3 separate regions of the Mus musculus genome follow, and regions 2 and 3 are each linked to region 1. The links are chromatin contacts, called in public Hi-C maps. All regions are on one chromosome and are shown on one strand. Each heading gives the region's core, a stretch centred on a gene start, on an enhancer-like site or on the middle of the called end of the contact. The rest is flanking DNA. Distances are from core to core; before and after follow the strand shown. Region 1 has its middle 40 kb from the start of Gm36772. Region 2 holds the start of Tns3 (tensin 3). Region 3 overlaps Pkd1l1 (polycystic kidney disease protein 1-like 1).

Region 1 (3,552 bases), core at 914-3,413:
GAAGTCTGTAGTTGCCAGGGGTGGAGGAAACATTTAGGAAGTCCCAGAGACCTGGAGTTAATGTGAGTAACCTTAGCCAAAATGCTTAACAGTGGGGACATAGAACCCGAAGAGGTTACCTCTTGTAGCCAGGCAGGATCCCCAGTGGAGGGATAAGGACACCAACCCACCCACAAAACCCAAATTTTATTTTGTCTAAAAGAAATGCAGGGACAAAGATGGAGCAGAGATGAAAAAAAATGTTTAACACATTTAGCTGTCTCAGCTAGATAAATGTGAGACAAAACCAAACTGAAATCTGTTTTACCAGTGACAGGAAGGCTACCATCAAGAAAACAAACAGCAAATGCTGGAAAACAGAGATCCTTATATACTATTGGTAAGAATATAAATTAGTTTAGACACGTTGGAAATCAGTATGGAGGATGCTCACAAAATTAACAATGAAGCTATCATAAGATTCAGTTGGGTTTATACAGCACCCCCCCCCCCAGCAAATCTGTCAGCATCTAGAGACACCTCCATCCTCATATTTATTGTAGCACTATTTGCAATAACCAAGCTATCTGTCATTTTATGTACCCATCATTGGTTGAATGGATGAAAATATGATATACATTGCTACACACACTCCAGTGAAGTCTGCTTGGCAGGCAGAGAGGCCTGGAAGCATTCACGAGGCAAAGAGTTTTGAGGAAACTCAACCTCCTGGAACCTTGGCATTCTCATAACCCATATACTCATACCCTATCCCTGTGTTAGTCTGGTGTATGGATGCACGTGCTCTCTTTTAGTATTATTTTATTATAAGTGCCTTTAAAGATTGAATTCTGACATAGCTAAGCTTTCGCCAGTGTTCCAACATCCCAGAAAATCCTTGAAGCCAACAAACTTGAAATTCAGTAGGAATTCAGTAAGAAGGATATCTTTTCAGTAACATTCAAATTTACTTCTAGTAGAGACAGGTGAAACTAATTAGGCATTACAAAAAATGGAGATGGAATAGCTCAGGGTTGGTCTGTAGAGTGTTTACTTGGGACAATAGCCAGTTTTACCCAGACAAGGGAATTCACAATGGCCTAGCGAATAGGTGGGTTTACCATGAAAGAGTTAGGGAATCCCCCTGAGACATGTTTCTTCACTAGGCCCAAAGAAACAGTATAAATCAGGCATTTACTAAGAACTCCTGGTTAACAATAGACTAGCATTACACCTGGCTCCCTTCTTAGTGGCAGTGGCCTGGTCCCCACCTTCTTTTGATGTATACATTCCTTTTGTATTGTGTCACTGTAACTTGGAAGATGTATCTCGCCTGGTTTCTTGTCGCTCTTGTGTATAAAAAGTATGATGCTCAACTTGAAAAATTACATTCAGATTCTACACAATCTCTCGTGTTGATTCTGTTTGTCATTCATTCACCGACTCCTTGTCCGCCTGCAACCAGAGACCCGTTCTACGCAGACAGGGACCCAAAGGGTCTGTGGCAATACATATATACACACACACATGCATACATACATATCATAATGCACAATTGATTTTTAATTATTCATAGGAAGAACACATTTTTTTTTTTTTTTGGAGAGAAATTAGATGGAACTGGAACCTTAGTTGATCATGTTAACTGAAAAAGCTAGAATCAGCCAGGTACCATATATTTTTCCTCTCATATGGAATTTAAAAAGATGTTGTGATGGTCTGAGTGATGAACACCCCCATAGGCTCCTATATTTGAATGATTGCTTCCTGGCTGGTGGAAATGTTTGGGAAGGACTAGGAGGTGTGTATACCCGAAAATGGCTTGGAGGTTTCAAAAGCCCATTCTGTTCTCAGTTAGCTAGCTCATTCACTCTCTGCCTCCTACTTGTGGATAAGGATGCTAGCTAACACTATAGCACTGTGCCTGGCTGCCTGCTGTCATGTTCCCCTTTGCTATTGTGAGCTCCAAATTAAGCATTTTTAAAAATAAGTTGCTTTGGTCCTGGTGTTTTGTCAGGGCAACAGAAAAGTAACTAAGACAGACATAGTGAAGGGGGACTATTTAGGAAAAGAAGGCAGGCAAGAAAGGACAACAGGCATAAACTCTGAGGGTTTAGACCCCACTTCCTATATGTGGCTGAGATGTGAGTGCTCAGCTTCCTTTGTCTGATATCATGGGTTCTCCACCATCATGACTCACCCTCTGGAACTGTGTCTCCAAATAAGTTCTTGTATGAGTTGCTCTTTGGTGTCTTGTCACAACAAAAAGTAAGAAATAGGTGGTGACAAGCTGGGGGTGGAGCCTAGTGAGAGGAAGTAGCTCACTGAGGACAGATGTGGAAGCATGTGTTTTGTTTTCTTCTTCTTTTTTCTTCATTTTTATACGACTTAATTTTATTTATTTATTTATTTATTTATTTATTTTGGTTTTTTCGAGACAGGGTTTCTCTGTGTATCCCTGGCTGTCCTGGAACTCACTCTGTAGACCAGGCTGGCCTTGAACTCAGAAATTTGCCTGCCTCTGCCTCCCAAGTGCTGGAATTAAAGGCATGCACCACCACGCCCGGCATGACTTTATTTTTTTTTATTAGATATTTTCTTCATTTACATTTTCAATGGTATCCCAAAAGTCCCCTATACCCTCCCCCCTGCCCTGCTCCCCAATCCACCCACTCCTGCTTCCTGGCCCTGGTATTCCCCTGTACTGGGGCATATGATCTTCGAAAGACCAAGGGCCTCTCCTCCCACTGATGGCCGACTAGGTCATCCTCTGCTACATATGCAACTAGAGACATAGCTCTGGGGGGGGGGTACTGGTTAGTTCATATTGTTGTTCCTCCTATAGGGTTGAAGACCCCTTTAGCTTCTTGGGTACTTTCTCCAGCTCCTTCATTATGGGCCCTGTGTTCCATCCAATAGATGACTGTGAGCATCCACTTCTGTATTTGCCAGGCACTGGCATAGCTTTACAAGAAATAGCTATATCAGGGTCCCGACATTAGTGAGTGTGTATCATGTGTATTCTTTTGTGATTGGGTTGCCTCACTCAAGGATGATATCCTCCAGATCCATCCATTTGCCTAAGAATTTCATAAATTCAATGTTTTTAATTGCTGAGTAGTACTCCATTCATACTCTGTGTCACGAGATGAGCTGCTCTGGTTATTCACTGATAATTTTATGAAGTAGTTGTCTCAGTTTTCCCCATGGCAAAATGACCTGACAAGAAGCAACTTCAGGGAGAAAGGGCTTATTCTGATTTAACTAGAAACTGTGATGCAGTTTATTATAGTGGGAAATTCAGGCAGGGAAGGTAAGATGGAAGAACAGGAGACTGGCAGGTCACATTGCATCTATACCCAGAAAACAGCAGCAGAAGCTTGTGCTCAGCTTACTTTCTTCTTATATAATTCAGGATTCTAGCTCAGGGAATGGTAACACCTGTGGTGGATGGGCCTTCCTGCTTTGATTAATCTAATTAAGGCTACACTTTGTAGGCATAACCTGACCTAAATAATCTCCCACAGGTTTAACTGGAGGCTTGTCTCTGGTGATTCTAGAGCCCGTGAAGGA
Region 2 (3,795 bases), core at 977-3,476, 95 kb before region 1:
CCAGACTTTGGAAATTTGTTGGTAATTTTCCTCGTCTGTAAAATTGCTCCTTGTATCCTGGGCAGACAGAAGCTGTGACTGCCAGACAGACTCAAATACCCTCTTCCTTTGATATCTTCCACTCCACCTTCTTGTCTAGCTGACTCCTTGTCAGGCCTTGGCTATACCACGAGTATACCAGCTCCCCTGGAACCTTCTATAGCATAGTAACATATTTGATCTTGTGAACTATGAAGTCAACATTTGCAAGTAGCTCAGTTTCAAAACACAGCAGGCCAGAGAGACACTTTGTAAAAGCTAATCGATTTGCATTTAGGCATATGATGTTCCCTGAAGCAACTACTTTTTTTTTTCTATCTTCTTAGTGGTTAGGTTTCGCATCTGCTGCTGCGGATAGCTTTAGCAGCCTCGGCAGAGGAGCTACCCTCAGTGGAAGAACTGCTGCTGTCTGGACAAGCATTCAAAGCCAATTGCCAGGGAAGCAGCAGCAGCAGCCAGCCTGCAGGAGCCAGGCCATAGAACTCAGACATTGTGTCCCAGAATTCCAGCTACTCCTCCACATTTCAGCTTCATAAACAGGATACTTGGCATTTCTTTGCCCATATGCAAAATGGGTGTGATAATCCCACTTCCCTCTTTCTTCCAAGAATCATTGGGTGAGATGAAATAAACAACAGGCAAAGAGTTTAGTACCACTCAGCCAGAGGTCCTTATTGCCCTCTGTCATTCTTTGGGGGGGGGGGGGGCAGTCACCATGACTTTATCGGAGGTCTGGCTTCTTACCAATTGCCCCAGTTAGTTCTCCAGGACCCAGCAAATGCACCCCCTTGTCTGTGCCCCCCTTCCCTCACATAAACACACACACGCACACACACACACACACACACACACTCCAAGTCCTGGCCTAGCCTCCTACAGCTTCCAGCTGCAGCCATCCCCGCCCCCTTCCTGGTCCTCAGCACAGAAAAGCCTTTCTTAATACTTGTTGATTGATTTGCAAATATAACCTCATAGGCCCCAAAGAGGGAAGCAACAAAATCACAAAGACAGTCAAAAATCTCTTTTAACAGGCAAAAAACTAAAAGCACTTTTAAAAAGTATTCATATGAACAGACCAAAGCCTCAAGGAAATACATCAATATGTCAAAAGGGTTAGCTCTGATGGGGTACACATTATTACTATAGTAGCTCCTGTATTCTTGGTTTGGGGTGTCGTTTTGAAGCTCTATACAGTGGAGCAGAAGGCACAACTCAAGAAACAAAATTTGGAGTGGGCTGTGACAAAGCCGAGGGCGTTCCAATCAGTTGTGGTCACCCTAGATAGTGCGGTCTGCTGGCCCCAAGCCCTGGAGGGAACTTTTTGTGTTCAGTCACGCTAGAGAGTCGGGATCACCTGCTGGCACCGGCCAGAATGCCAGTTGGGGAAGGAAGGGGTTCGGGGTCTCTTTTTGCGGCATAGACTCTCAAATCGATCCAAGCAAACGTCCCCAGGGGCAGAACACAGAACTACACAGAAACCCCGGGGCCCAGGACCCTCCCTCCTACTTGTCAGCTACAGTGCCCGCGTGCCAGGAGACACGTGCCACAGGTGGCCCCCAGGCCTGTGCCTGCACTCGTACTCCTCCGAATAGTGGGAAAAGGCGGGATGAGACCCCTGGCTCCCAAGCAACCGAAAGGAAAGGAAAAGAGGCACACAGCTCACTTGCCTGGAAAAGGCGGGAGTAAAGTCCTGAGAAGTCTCATTGCAGCCCCAAGCGGCTCCTCCGTCTTCTCTTCCCTAACTGTCTCAGGGAGCAAAGTCCGCAGGGCCGGGGCGGCGATAGTGTGGTTCCGCCCCCGCCCTCCTAGCTAGGCGCCGGGCGCCGCGACCAGGACCCTGCCGGCCCCGGAGCTCCGGCCCGCGTCGGCCCGAGGACCTGGCTGAGCCCCAGACTCCCGATCGCCGCAGACCCCCTGGTCGTCCTCAGTCCTGGATCCCAAGCGCCCTTCCCGGGTGCCCCCGCGCCTTGTCCCTACACCCTCAACTGTCTCCGCGCCCAGGTTTGGTGTCTGCTCGGCTGCAACCCAGTTCCAAGACCCCGAACGCCCAGGCTCTGGAACCTGAGCGGGGGCCCCAAACAAAGAGTGTGGCGGCGTGTGGCTGCCCCTGCCCTGCTCCCGACCCTGGTACCTGGGCGAACCCGCAGCGCGGTCCGGCGGGGCGATGGCCGAAGCGAAGCTGGGCTCCGAGCTGCTCGCGGGCGGGCCCGTCCTCCTGGCTGGCCGCCCGCGCCCGCGGCAGGGCCCCCTCGAGGCGGCTCCGGCAATCGCTACGGACCGCCCGCGCACCGGAGCCCTGCCGGTCACCTGGTCTCATCTTCCTAACAATGTCCTGCGTTTCCAGGTGCTGGACACCCGCCCCCCGCACTCACCCCCTCGGGTTCCTGACCCAAGGGATGAGCTCTTTAAAATACCCTCCCACTTCGCTGGCCTCCCTAAATACCTCGGGGGCCCCAGTATTCTATAGGCTCAACAGTTCCATGTCTACGTAAGTGCACCTGGGGAGGGAGGTTCGAGTCCCATTCCTGCAAAACCAGTTTATTGTTTCATCCAGTGTGTCTAAGTGCTGTTTCTGCCAGGAGGAAGTCCTACAATACCCTCCAGTGACTTATTATCCCGTGGGGCTCTACGTGTATCAAGCAGCAGTCTCTAAGACAGCCCAGGATGCTCCAACAGCCCCTTCAACATCCAGAATTCACCAGGCAGGAGGAGATGATGGTGCTGGGTAGAAGTCCCTTGACTTCTTAAAGTGAACCTAGCAGGAGAGAATACGGTTGAGGCTGGCAGGAACACAGGAGAAAGAAGATCTCCTGAACAGCCTTTCTCAGATGAGGACAGAGCAAGATTTCTTAAGAGATCCCCAAGATTCGGATAGCTGGGCCTCTGTGTCCATTTTCTCATTGCGATCTCCAGGGAATGATGGCATGCCATTGCATGGTCTTTCAAACACGTCTGCATAAATGAGATGGAATTTCCATCAGTTTCTAGTGGACACCAGCAGCCCTTAATATCTCTGATTCCACTCCGGGAAAACACTCCAGGTAGCTTTAAAAGAGGGTAGAAATTGTATCTATCTGCTCGGTGCAGCCACTGTCTGAGGTTACCAAAACCTGTTCAATTCTTGCCATATTGTGCCTTCAAGAAAAAGCCAGGCTTGCCAGGAATGGTGGAGAAGCTGAGCTAGGAAAGTAATATCTGGTGGATCTGTTTACAGCGCAGCCTTCACAAACACTGAGGTGAGGCCCTGGATCCTAGGCCAGGCTAGAGGCCGGGCCACACCCTGTTTCCTCTCCCCCAGGTTTGGGAAGGCTATGCCTATCTCTGAGAAATGGAGACATTGGGAGAAGGAGATGTTGCCTGAGGCAAAAGCTTCCCCAGGCCCTGAGCCCCAGGCCCTAAGGAATGAAACAAGCATTTCCCTAGCCTCTGGGAGTCCCACGGGTCATGGGTGAGGAACAGGATGCTTGTAAAGGAGCCTTTAGAGGGGATAGGGAGGAGGTCACAGTCATTCTGCTAGAAAGGGGGACAAGGCAGGAACTGTTCCTTTGCCTTTGACCTGGTAAGAAAACACCCCCAAAATCTTAACTTGACATAGGTAAACCAAGTGGTGGGGATCAGAGCACTGTAAGGTGAGGATCCAAGACTATCCAGATTCCGTGCTGTTCTCTCAGATGTTTACCAACAGCCTACTCACTCCAGCCCTCCAGTCACTGGGTTGCCTTGCTTGGTCCCAGCTGCCCGAGGGACTGCAAGAAT
Region 3 (3,528 bases), core at 889-3,388, 100 kb after region 1:
GGAAACAAATACTCTGATCAGCAATTTATATACACTGAACGTACACACATCCATCATCTCCCTCCTTAACCTGTGTAAGCAATAGCCCAGGAGCTATCAAGCTGACTTATTTTAGTTCCTTCTTCCTCCCTCCCTCCCTCCCTCCCTCCCTCCCTCCCTCCCTCCCTCCCTCCCTCCCTCCTCCTTTTCTTCTAGATTTCTATGTGTGTGTGTGTGTGTGTGTGTGTGTGTGTGTGTGTGTGTGTGTGTGTGATATGTATGCAGGTAACTGCAAACACCAAAAGAGAGAACTGGCCCTTCTAGAGCTGGGGTTGCAGGCAGTTAGTTATGAGCTGCTGGGCATGGGTGCTGGGAACTGAACTTGGGTCCTCTAGAAGAGCACTGTGCACGCTTAACCACAGAGCTTCTCCAGCCCCAGGTCCCTTTCCTTGAGTAGAGTTTGTCTCCTACCCATCCACTTATGTGTGTTGTCGTTGTTATTGTTATGGAGCTTAATCTACTGACTGCTCATTCTTAATTCCATACTTTTCTGAAAACTTGGCCAATCTTGTCAAATCCTAAGCAAGTGGGAGAGCTGCAGGGGACATCTAGAGGCTCTGATGGAGAAACAGCATTTCTTGGAAAGGAGGCAGAGTCAGCGTGAGAGGCACAAATACAGCTGGTAAAACCCTGAAAATATTCACAGCCCCAGGGAGAAAGCACTGTCCAAAGACACAGAGGGAGGGAGGCAGGGAGGAACATCGGCAGACAAGCTTACTGCACACCTGCCGCTAGGTAAGGCCCATATCTGTTTGAAAAAACAAGCTAGCATATGTTTAATGTCTATACTGAGTTCCCATAACACTTAAAATTGCTTTTAAAAATTTATTTATTTTTTATGTGTATGGGTGTTTTCTTTTTATGCACTTCTGTGTATCATGTGTGTGCCTGGTACCTTCAGAGGGCAGAAGAGGGCATTGGATCCCCTCGGACTACAGTTACAAATTGTTATGAGCAGCTCTATGGGTGTAAGAAACAGAAGCAGAGTTCTCTGGAGGAGCAGCCAGTATCCTTCACCACTGAACCATCTCTCCACACATACACACACACAAACACACCCCCACACCCACAGTAGATTTTGAGGTACTGGGGCATCAACCCAAGGTGTCTTTGCCCACATTAAGCATGTGATCTGCCAGTGAACTGCACCCTTGGCCCAAGCTTGCAGAATTTAGAGAAATGTTATCACTTGCCATACTTGCTCCCCGTTGGGACCACATTAATGAAGCTGTCAAGAAACACCTGCTGCTACCCAGAGCTCACACATCCCCACACAAAGGAACCATCGTGCTCCTTCATGGCACACTGGAGAGCAAGAGGTGAACCAAAGGATCCAACCATAGCCTGGTCCTGTGTGCACTAATTACAGCAATTATATCAAATGGGCCCACAGCTCCAGTCCAGCGAGAAGACCACTGGGATGGAGCAAGGATTTTGCCTCACCTCACTTGTGGCTCAGTTAAGTTTTGTTGACTTGAGATTTCATGAAGACTTTGAGTTCAGAAGTACTTCAAACACAAATTAAATGTGACACAATCTGATATTAGAGTAATTTTTTTGAAGACAGAAATCTAGAATCTTACTTATCCTAACTTTATAGAGGATGCTGCAGCAGCCAGGAGCAAAGGGCTGCCAGCCACAGGGAGCCAAGAGAGCACCCCTTGGATTCCATCGGATTCACTTTTCCTAGGCTTGCCCTGCCCCCAGAATGCTACAAATAACAGCCCCTAGGGACTTGTTGATTTTAAGGATTAGGACTGGGGGGATGGGTGAGGCAGAGAGGGTCCACTTTAAACATTCCATTTTGAACTATGACATATAAATATGGCAGTGAGGTCTCTATCCTTGTGGGAAACATGAGGCTCTAAGCCCACCTGGGTCAACATTTGGGAGGGTTACCTGAGTGTACCAGGTCCAAGAGTACAGGAATTTTACAGATGTTATCTCAGCTGGAATATTTGACAATCGAGAGGCATATGAGAAATGTCAAAGAAAAAGGAATTCGTGAAATGTGAGATAAAAATAAACTAGCCAAATCAGTGGTTTTTGTGTTTTGATTTCCATGTCTAAAAAAGGCCCCACATGGTCTCTTTGTTTTGCTCACAGCGCCCCCTCCTGGCATAATCTACGCACCTGTTCATACAGAAGAACTAAGTTGTCCAAGTAGAAGCTAACTGTGGCGTTGGAAAATGGGACTCAGAAACTACCATGTAGCTTCCCTAGAGCTTTAGCAGTCCTGGGATTATTGAGTCATGGCAAGTTCAAGTACTGGGGCTTCCAGGCAGTACCTTGCTAAAAAGTAATAAGAATAAAGGGAATGACATCTGGGAGTCACCATCTAGCAGGGTGCCTGTGTTCCTCTGCCTTACAGAATCTAAAAATATGTCCCTAAAGCAAAAAGGTGAGATGAATTGTTCAAAGGCAACACATTCATAAAAATGCTACAGAAATGAGTATTAAAATATTCCTTACAGAAGAGAAAGGAAACCCTGGAGTGTGTAGAGTTGTTCTGTCAGTAGAAAGTAAGCAATGATAATCCATATCGCCAGAGTCACACTGCCTTGAAGAAACTGCCCAGTTGGTAACTTTCACTGACTAAGGAATGTTCTAAATGTATCCACTCGTTTCATTGGGCATCCGAATCTCAGAGGTGTCAGGACCCCAAAAAGGTACCCATGTGTCAGATGAATGGGAGTGGGCCTTTGCCTTAAACTGCTCCCTTGGTCAGTGTTTCTTTATAATGCAAATCCTGCTGCAATTAAAAGTAGGAAATAAAAACAATGAACACTTGAATGCTTGGCAGAGAAGCACAGTTTGAAATTGGGTATCAGGAATCATGAATTGTGACTGTAGCCTTTGGTTAAAGAACACTGATATTTTTCTGCAAAATAGATGATATGACTTTCTCAGGCCTAGAACTTCTTTCACTTTTGACCCCAAATGAGATGCCAAGCACCTGCCAAAGTCTGCAAATGGAGCCCTCCGTTAACATGGGTAATTAGACAGCCTTTCACAGACTTCAGACACAGGCTTTGATGAAGACCTTTCTCTGGGCACAGTCTTGGATAGGTGAAATTGACAGGAGGTGTGGGTAGATCGTCTGTAGGGCGCCCCCTTCTGGAACACAGTGAAGGAAACTGATTCTGGAACCCAGAGCCTGAAGTCTTTGAACATGGGTGTAATGACCATGAATTAGTGCAACACTCCCCAGATCTGCAAGAGCCCCCCAATCCTCCTACCTTGTAAATGCTTTCCTGATGGCATGATTGAGAGAAATTTCACCTGGGCAGAATCTCCCATATGCTATAAACAAAAGCAGCAGTAGCATGATGCTGTGTGTGGTCATGTCTCTGCGAAGAGAGATTAAAGAATTAGCATCCTTAGAGATCCCGTGTGTTCACATTTCCCTCATGGAAAGTATTTTAGGGAGCCGGGCATCTATGTCCCGGTTCGGATGTATTTGTAGAAAGGCACGAGATGGGTTAAATG

The links. A called contact is a pair of places that touch in the nucleus more often than the background predicts.
Region 2: a Hi-C map of bone marrow-derived macrophages shows a contact between it and region 1, with 3 times the contacts expected there. The contact joins the promoter of Tns3 here to the enhancer-like site in region 1. A contact is called at or near these places in 5 of 39 promoter capture datasets (the 3T3-L1 cell line, the C10 cell line, the HPC-7 cell line and 2 more), 11 of 484 Hi-C or Micro-C datasets (the C2C12 cell line, ECoMG myeloid progenitors, bone marrow-derived macrophages and 5 more), 6 of 115 datasets of contacts at active chromatin or transcription factors (the SCID.adh cell line, bone marrow-derived macrophages, embryonic limb bud and 1 more) and 2 of 9 other capture datasets (bone marrow-derived macrophages and macrophages).
Region 3: a Hi-C map of bone marrow-derived macrophages shows a contact between it and region 1, with 2.5 times the contacts expected there. The contact joins two enhancer-like sites. A contact is called at or near these places in 12 of 484 Hi-C or Micro-C datasets (the C2C12 cell line, bone marrow-derived DN3 thymocytes, bone marrow-derived macrophages and 3 more), 1 of 115 datasets of contacts at active chromatin or transcription factors (embryonic stem cells) and 2 of 9 other capture datasets (embryonic stem cells and liver).

The regions. Positions count from the first base shown.
Region 1 is chr11:8,757,853-8,761,404 of GRCm38.p6, forward strand. No RefSeq gene overlaps it. Among named protein-coding and RNA genes, the nearest start is that of Gm36772, 40 kb to the right of the region's middle. Within about 2 kb of position 2,164, at least 60 of the 459 cell types and tissues checked have an H3K27ac peak or open chromatin away from gene starts, as enhancers often do. A contact at or near this core is called in the C2C12 cell line, the HPC-7 cell line, bone marrow-derived macrophages and 3 more, where this site is marked.
Region 2 is chr11:8,662,309-8,666,103 of GRCm38.p6, forward strand. It overlaps Tns3 (tensin 3), which reads right to left and starts at 2,227. Exons shown (of 31, transcript NM_001083587.1): 1 at 2,171-2,227.
Region 3 is chr11:8,857,918-8,861,445 of GRCm38.p6, forward strand. Pkd1l1 (polycystic kidney disease protein 1-like 1) reads right to left here. Exons shown (of 52, transcript XM_017314870.1): 41 at 3,279-3,389. Among named protein-coding and RNA genes, the nearest start is that of Gm36772, 60 kb to the left of the region's middle. Within about 2 kb of position 2,139, at least 16 of the 459 cell types and tissues checked have an H3K27ac peak or open chromatin away from gene starts, as enhancers often do. A contact at or near this core is called in bone marrow-derived macrophages, where this site is marked.